2 separate regions of the Mus musculus genome follow, and region 1 is linked to region 2. Evidence: chromatin contacts called from public ChIA-PET data. All regions are on one chromosome and are shown on one strand. Each heading gives the region's core, a stretch centred on a gene start, on an enhancer-like site or on the middle of the called end of the contact. The rest is flanking DNA. Distances are from core to core; before and after follow the strand shown. Region 1 holds the start of Phc2 (polyhomeotic 2). Region 2 overlaps Zscan20 (zinc finger and SCAN domains 20).

Region 1 (3,761 bases), core at 1,176-3,675, 60 kb after region 2:
TAGCAATGCTTACTGGAGGATGTCCTGCTATCTCTTTTAGTTATTCACTTAATCCCAGCAAGAACTTGGGACAGTGACTACTCTCTGTCCCATTTTACAGATTAGGAAGTTGAGGTGCAAAGGGTTTAAGGAACTTTCCCACTGTCACATTGACACTCATGTGGAAGAAGTGGGCTTCACATCCAGTTCCAGGAACACTGCCATCATCCATTGTTCTATACTGTGGTGTCTTTGGGGGATAAGGGGCAGGGGAGTTAGGGGTGACACTCTGCACATAGCAGGAGGCAGAGACTTAACACCTACAACCACATGCCACCCTTTGGTGCTATGGCTGTGTAGGAGCATGAGTAATTTGACCTTCTATGGAGAAGAGCAGGGCAGAGGCTGTTTAGCCCTGGGGCTGCCTGTATCAACAATGCCCAGTCCCTAGGCCACTTCCTGAACACTCCTTGTGCCTGGGCTTTGAGACCCTTTAAGCACAAAGAGCTCATTTCCTGTGGCCAGGAAAGACGGCACCAGTTCCTGAGGACAGCTCATCTCCCTCATTAAGGCCCTCATAAAACTGCTTCAAGGGCCCTGACTAATGGCTGCTCTCGGCTTGCCAAGCTCCTCTTGGACAAGGAGCCACTCCGGTAATTTGGTGCTAGGAGATGTGCAAGAGAGACCAGGTCCTTTGAGCCCAGGAATTATTTATGGTCCTGAGAAAAGAGAATGACATTTGCAGAGATAACAAGCCTCCACCAGCACAACAGGCTGTTTAATGTGCCACAGGGGATGACAGGCAACTTCTGTGTCCCACTGCCAGGAAGGGAGGAGAGATCTGAGCACGTGGGTTGTGTATCTCATGGGAGATCCTGGGCCAGATGTGGAAATGACCACAGTTAGCAAGGATGGGGTCTTACCCACGGGACCAGGCCTATATTACATATCTTTTATACATTAATTCTTTAATGGCTCTTACCCACTGGACCAGGCCTGTGTAACTAATACATTAGTTCTTTAATGCTTCCAACATTCCTATCCTGTCTTATTGGTGAAGAAACTGAGGCACAAACAGATTATAGAACTTGCCATAGATCACACGGCTGATGAATGGCTAAGCAGAATGTTAACCCAAGTAGGTTTGCCTCTCTGTCTGTGCTCTTAAGTCGCAGTTTAGAAGGAAATTGGATTTTAAGTCAGTCTGGTGGGAAGAAATATTTATATATTTTAAATGATCTTAAAGTGTCTAGATAGTTCATTTAAACCACAGGGCCTAATCCAGTAATCCGTCCATGCTACATTAAAATCAGTGAACCACTGAACTAAACAAGTCCATGGGAGTGCTTGTCCCTTTAAGTGAATTACCAGATCAACAGAGATGAAGGCAGAGAGACAGAATCCTAGAGTCCCCTACCAACTGGGTGACTTTATGTTTTGTGACTTCAACACTTGCCACTTGTCACGGAATATATTTCAATCTTGAGTGACAGTCCTATTAGGGAAGGTGTTCTTATGCCTAAACCTAAGTTCAATGAGCCTGGTATAATGAGGTGCCTTTAGAATATAGCTTTGGAGTAGGATAAGCCAGGATTGGAATCTAAATGTGTGAAGTACTGGAGGAATAAGTATGGACATTTCCTTGCCCAGCTTCGATGGTTCAGTGTCTGGATCAGTAAAGTGGCCATAGCAACAGTGCAATTAAGAGTGGATGTAAAATTTTTTGATAGCTTGAGCACACATGGATTGAATGATTAACTATAGGCTCCTAACAGCTGTTTGGCCCAGGCCTCATCTGTAATATGTGTACCGGGTTTATGCCTCAGAAGGACATTGTCGGGCAGTGCAAAGGTGCTCCACTGCTGATGTATGAAATTTCTTTCGACTGTTTGTATACAGTCTTCCCCTCCACCGCTTGGAATTGTGAAGAACGCAGGAGAGCCCTGGGCCTGATGTTCTCACATTTCCACTTTACAATGTAGTGTGGTGGTTGTGTGACTTTGGGTGTGTGGCTGAGCCTCTCTGAGCATAAACTCGCCCCAGTATCAAATTAAGTTTATGATATGTACTTCCTAAAGCTACCAGAGAGTTAGCTGCAGAAAAGTGTGAGGCACGTGGTTTAAGTGTTCAGAGCCTTTCCGGAATCTGAATTTCCCTGTCTAGACCAATTTGAGGTGCTCTCCATATGCAGAATAGGAAAAGTACCCGGAGTCCCAGTGCGGAGTTCAGGTAGAGGAGATGCTCCAAAGGGATGGCAAGGCTCCAGAGCCTGCGCCCCCTCCTCCGCCCTCCCCTCCGTTGCCATGGCCACCGGTTCAGTCCCAGAGCAGCACCAAGGCGTGTTCAATTCAATCTCCGCCTTCTCCGAGTGACGATTGGCTGGAGTGGGCACGTGACACTCTCCGGTATGCTAATACATGGTAATCGCCCCCCAGGCCCCTCCTCCGCGGGCCACAGCTGGGCAGCCAGCAGGGTGCGCGGCGGAGAGCCGAGGGGGCGGGCTGAGGGGCGGCCCCGGGAGAGCGCGGCCAGGTGGAGGAGGAGCGCGGAGGCCACCGCAGGTAACGGGCGGGCGCGTGCGCGCTGGGGCCGGCTGGCGGCGGCGGGGCGGCGCGCGGGGGACACCCGGCGTCGCGCGGCGGGTTTAACCCTTTGGGCACCCAGCTGTCACGGTGCGGCGAGAGGGCCCTGCGGCGCAAGGCTGGGCAGCGCGGTGGACACCGGTTCACCGCCGACGCGGACCCGGCCGCGATGAGGACCGCGGCGATCTCTGGAGTCAGGGTTTGCGGGAGGCAGTAGGAGAGCCGCTGAAGTCCCTGCAGTCGCGTGATCTCGGGGGCGCGTGGCCTTCTTACATGGAGAGGCCCGCCCCTGCGGCCCGTGTCCTCTGGGGGACTGTGGAGACACCGGGGTCCGGCCTCCCCACCGCGCGCCTGCTCTTCCGTGGCCTGACAGCCCAGCCACAGGCACTTTAGATACCGAGTTAAGCCTGGTGGGGGTTGCTGGGCATCGAAGGCGAGATCGAGATGGTGCGTTGGGGAGCAAACTGTGGTTGTTGTTACTGGAAGAAAAGAGCTCTCTCCTTAAGCAAAGCAGGTCCCACGGTAGAGAAGGAGGGGTGCCCAAGGTAGGCACTGCCCCCTGTTTTCTGACCTGACAACCGTGGGGAACAGACCTTGGGCACTAGAGTATGTTGTCGTGTCCAGAGGAAGCTCCTGTTTTGCTTTAGTTTCTGGCGTATTCTTTTAATGGCTAGGTTTAAATCAACTTCCTCCTCCATCTCCGCGCCTAGGTCTGCTACAGAAATGTTGTCTTCTAATTACCCCTTCCCCCAATTCACTAAGACTGGTGGCCGCATTAGGCTCGTGGTGTAATTTAGCCTTCGCCACAATAGAAATGCTAGCACGGAGCTGTGCTGCTAATATCAAGCCAGCCCCAGGAGGTTTAGTGTGGAGGGGAAATGCTCCAGTCTCTGGGGTATGAAAAGCAGACTAATGTGCTCTCATGGTCGGAGCTTACTTTATGAGTCTCAAATCGTTTCTTCACAACAAGGGGAAACGTGCTTCCACATGAAAAGTCCCAGCGACCAAACCTAGGTTTGCAAATCAAATGCGAATTGTACTTGCAGGTTGCGTATTTATCAACACAACGACAAACACTTGGTATAAACCAGGCACGCTGTTGTGTCTAGAGGATGCTACACTGACTAAGATAATTAGCCCTTGTCCTCAGAGAGGTGGTGGAAGAGACAAACTGTTAGCCAAAGTGATAGCAGAAGAACA
Region 2 (4,150 bases), core at 920-3,419:
GTTTTCAGTTATGTCCCAGGTGTGAGGTACCCTTCCCCATCCTGTGAGCAGCACCCAGCCCACTGCCACGCCAGCGCCTTCTGTATGACTCCAGCCAGCGGGTCTTGCTCCCATCTCACAGAGCTTCTCAACCTTTGGCTCAATAACAGCATCCATCCAACATTTATCCCACTGTGTACCTTGAATTCTGTATGTCCTTTCTCCCCACCCCACCCCCAAGCCCATCCCTTGGGAAGAAAAGCCTCACTCTCTTCTATCCCCATATCCTTGGTACTTACCACTCTCTTTCAAGGACTCAGGTGGCATCTTGGAAAGGTCGGGACGTGCATTCTCCACCCACTGTTTTCGGGGCTGGCCCTCAGAGCCGTGGGTCACTGGCTGCAGCTGGAACCTCTGGAACTCCTGAACTGCTTCGAAGGACCTGGAGTCTTCAGAGCATAGCTCCAGTCCCTACACAAAATCAACCATCAGATCGGTGTGGTCCCCTCAATGGGACAGGACTGTTACCTTGAGTGTGAACGTGTTCCATGGGGTTAACAGATTCTTAGGATCCAAAGAGGGTTTTAACACAGTAAGAAAACTATCAGACTGACTTCAGGAAACAAATCAGCATTTATACTACCATATGAATTCTGTCTGTGCTACCGAACGAGGTCTATCTCCACTACGAAATGAGTTCTGTCTTGTGGAATTCTGGGAGGCTACACAAGTATCTAAAGCAGGTGAACACTATTCAAAATGCTCTTGCTTCACAGAAGTAAATTACATAAAATGTTGTGACCTTAAAAATAACTGATAAGCATATTTATAAGCCTGCTTGCCTCTGAAGTAGTTACAATCAACAAAGAAGCTGCATGGATAAACTCTAAGACAATCCTCACTCTAGCCAGCTCCTCCAGCTGATACCACGCTACAACGGAGACTTCAACCCCTTGGGCCAGAACTGCCAACACGGAAGAAAGGCAGATTCAACTGACAATGACGAGGAATGAGACAACCATGAGGATCGTCTCAAGTTTCTAATCCAGGAAGGAGCTTAGACATCATCGCTCCACCTCAGCGAGAAGTGAGCTGGACAAACCCAAGCCGAACAAGACTCAAAGCTCTTAGATCCATCAGAGAAGCGAGGCCACACCACCTAGGCCTGCCCTCGAAGCTGGAGAAGTAAGAGAGGTGACTTCACTGGAGGGGAGACCTCTGAAGGGACCGGTGCTGGCAGGAAAGCCCTACAGCTAGAGGCACAGGGCAGGCCACCTGAGAGTCAGGCTCCAGGAAACCCAGTCACCAAGACAAGGGCAGGTGAGCTTTACCGAGTGTCACTTCCAAGAGCTCTATCCATCCTCGTAATGAGGGGAATGCGCAGGAAAGTCCCCTCATGATTCTGCAGGGTGGGGTGGAGTAGGGACAGGAACCACTGTGAAACACACCAGTGTACTCTGTGAACAGTGAGTGCCGGAGCATAGCCTACTTTACATAAAGGAGCTGCCCCTTCTGTTTCCCTACTATTCTGCACAGGTGACAGGAGTGCCTGCCTGAAGCCCTTTCTAGCAGCCTGCCCCACCCACAAAGGGAAGCCTGAGAAATACTGATGAATTTCAGAGTCCAGAGCACAGAGCTGTAGACTGCCCACTAGACATGCTCTGCCACTGTATTCTAAAAGACTTACTTACATAGCTCCTTCCACCCAAGACATCATATGCCACCTTTTAACCAAAACTTTCAAGGCATACCGGAAGGCAAGCAACATTTTGAAGAGCAATCAGCATGAACCAGTGTCAGATGGCAGAGAGCTGGGATTATCAAACCATAAAACTTAAAAATAGTAACCCAGGTGCCAACGGTCTAAACACACTAACTAGCTGGCATGGTGATTCTCATCTGCAATCCCAGCAGTTGGGAAGCTAAGGCAGGAGGATTGCAAGTTTGGGAGCAGGCTGGATTATACTATAAGACCCTATCTCAAAGATAAATAAACAAACCAAGTAAAAGGCCAAGAGTGTATAAAATATGACCCAAATATATGCTGTAACTAAGAAATCCACTTTAAATATAGAGACACCTTACAGATAAAAGGCAAAGGAGGAAGTAAGAGATACCAACTTAACCCTAACCAAAAGGAAGTGGGCCGGAAGATGCCTCAGTGGTTAAAGTTCTTGACACACAAGCAGTTCAGGTCAAACTTCAGACCCCAGAGCCCATGTAAATACAGGGTAATCATGGAGGCCTGTCTGTAGTGCCAGCTTTAGAAGGCAGAGACTGGGGATCCCAAGAGCAAGCTGGCTAGTAAGACTAGCCACATCCGTGATCTCTCGGTCTGACTGAGACTCCGCCCGCCTCAATGAGTAAGGTAGAAGAGTGATTAAAGATGAATCCTGGCATCAACCTCAAGCCTCCAAACACACACACACACACATGCACACTCGTGCACACACACATGTGCACACACATGCACATGTGTGCACACACACATGCACACACATATAAGCACACCCTAACATACATGCAAACATGCATGCACACCATACACATGCACATGAAGAGGGGTGGAGTAAGAGAAGCTGTATTAATTTCAGAACAGGAGACTTCAGAGCAAGAGAAGTTCCCAGGGCTGAAGAGTGGCTTCATGATATGATACAGGGGTTTGACACTCCACAAAGGCATGATAATTCTCATCCAGGTAAGGACTGCACACACCTTGATCCTCCATACTTCTAATAACACAGTCCAAAACTGACAGAAGCAGAAGAGGGTGAGTACAGTCAGTGACGTCAGCACAGCTCTTGGAACAGACAAAACCAAAGTCAGTTGAAGGGAAGAGAGCGATGAGCGGTGTAGACTCACTAGCGGGACAGAACAGCAGAGGGATGGCTGAATTCTGCAAGGTAGAACTTCTAACGAAGGAGTACAAGATCTGCCCTCATGGACCATTCATTGCCACGGCAACCACATGCCAGGCCACAAAACACACTAAGCGAATGTCAAAGGGCAGGATCGTGACAAGTGGGCTCCTCGGATCACATGGAAGTGACTCAGAAACAGAAAGGTAGCTGGAAAATCCATGATACTTGGAGCTCAAACAATATACAAGTAAATATTTGAGTCAAGGAAGAAATTTCAAGAGAAATTACTTTAAATTACATGAAAATACAACTTAAGATAAATAGATAGATAGATAGATAGATAGATAGATAGATAGATAATTAGATAAAAGCCCTCGGGATGCAGGGAGAGTTGCAGAGCTTGGAAGTGAGTTACCAGTGCTGTATCCAGAACACAGGACTGGAGAGACGGCTCGGCAGCTGCGAGCACGCGCTGCTCTTCCAGAAGACCAGGTTCAGCTCCTACCACCGAGTTCATGAGTGGAGCAGCCTTGTCATGCCCACCAAAGAATCTTTCACTGCAGGCATCTACTCCCTGTATCTCTTATACATTTTCTGTCTCTGTTTTATGATGCTCCCTGACCCTCAAGGGAGGTTGTATGGGAGAGACGGCCCAGTCAGAGCTGAGTACTCCAGTCTCTTACTCTGCATGATAACCAGCTGTGAATCTCTGCTTTAATCCACGTCTACTGCAAGGGTAGTTTCTCTCATGACAGAAGATGCAGCAATCCATGGGAATAAGGTAAGAATTTAGGGGGCAGTTTAATACTATGTCCATTTAGCAGAATAATAGTATTTGGCTCTCCGCTAAGGCCTGCGACCTCGTCAGTGGGGTTTTAGCCTAGTTAACAGCGCAAACATGAGTACCATCTTATGGAGCAGGTCTCAAATCCAACCAGGCCATCTCATCCGCATAACATTCCCACCAACATCGTACCAGCCGGGAGATCTGGTCAGGCCACTTGTCAAACTTCATGCCACCATGAAAGCTAGCCAGTGGGGGTGAAGCTCCCAGGCTGGTGCCAGCTTGATTTCTCTCTGTGCTACAGTTCAAGTATGTGGTGTCTTCAGCAACAGGGCCTTCCCATTAAGTTCTGGAGGGGCCACCAGGGGCAATGGCTGTAGCCTCTAATGTTTGTGGACTCCCACTGACCAGCTCAAGAGGTAACCCATATCTAGAAAAAGGCTTTTTATTTGATAGCCTGGGACCTGGGAAAAGCATTGCTTCTTTTGTAGAGTCAGTCCATTCCTCTGTGTGTGTGTGTGTGTGT

What was found. ChIA-PET counts read pairs in DNA pulled down with a chosen protein or histone mark.
Region 1: a contact with region 2 is called in an RNA polymerase II ChIA-PET map of memory CD8 T cells, with 38 read pairs. The contact joins the promoter of Phc2 here to the enhancer-like site in region 2. A contact is called at or near these places in 3 of 115 datasets of contacts at active chromatin or transcription factors (effector CD8 T cells, memory CD8 T cells and microglia).

Annotation. Positions count from the first base shown.
Region 1 is chr4:128,652,277-128,656,037 of GRCm38.p6, forward strand. It overlaps Phc2 (polyhomeotic 2), which reads left to right and starts at 2,426. Exons shown (of 15, transcript NM_001195130.1): 1 at 2,426-2,540.
Region 2 is chr4:128,592,057-128,596,206 of GRCm38.p6, forward strand. Zscan20 (zinc finger and SCAN domains 20) reads right to left here. Exons shown (of 8, transcript NM_177758.4): 3 at 279-450. Among named protein-coding and RNA genes, the nearest start is that of Zscan20, 16 kb to the right of the region's middle. Within about 2 kb of position 2,170, at least 54 of the 459 cell types and tissues checked have an H3K27ac peak or open chromatin away from gene starts, as enhancers often do. A contact at or near this core is called in effector CD8 T cells and memory CD8 T cells, where this site is marked.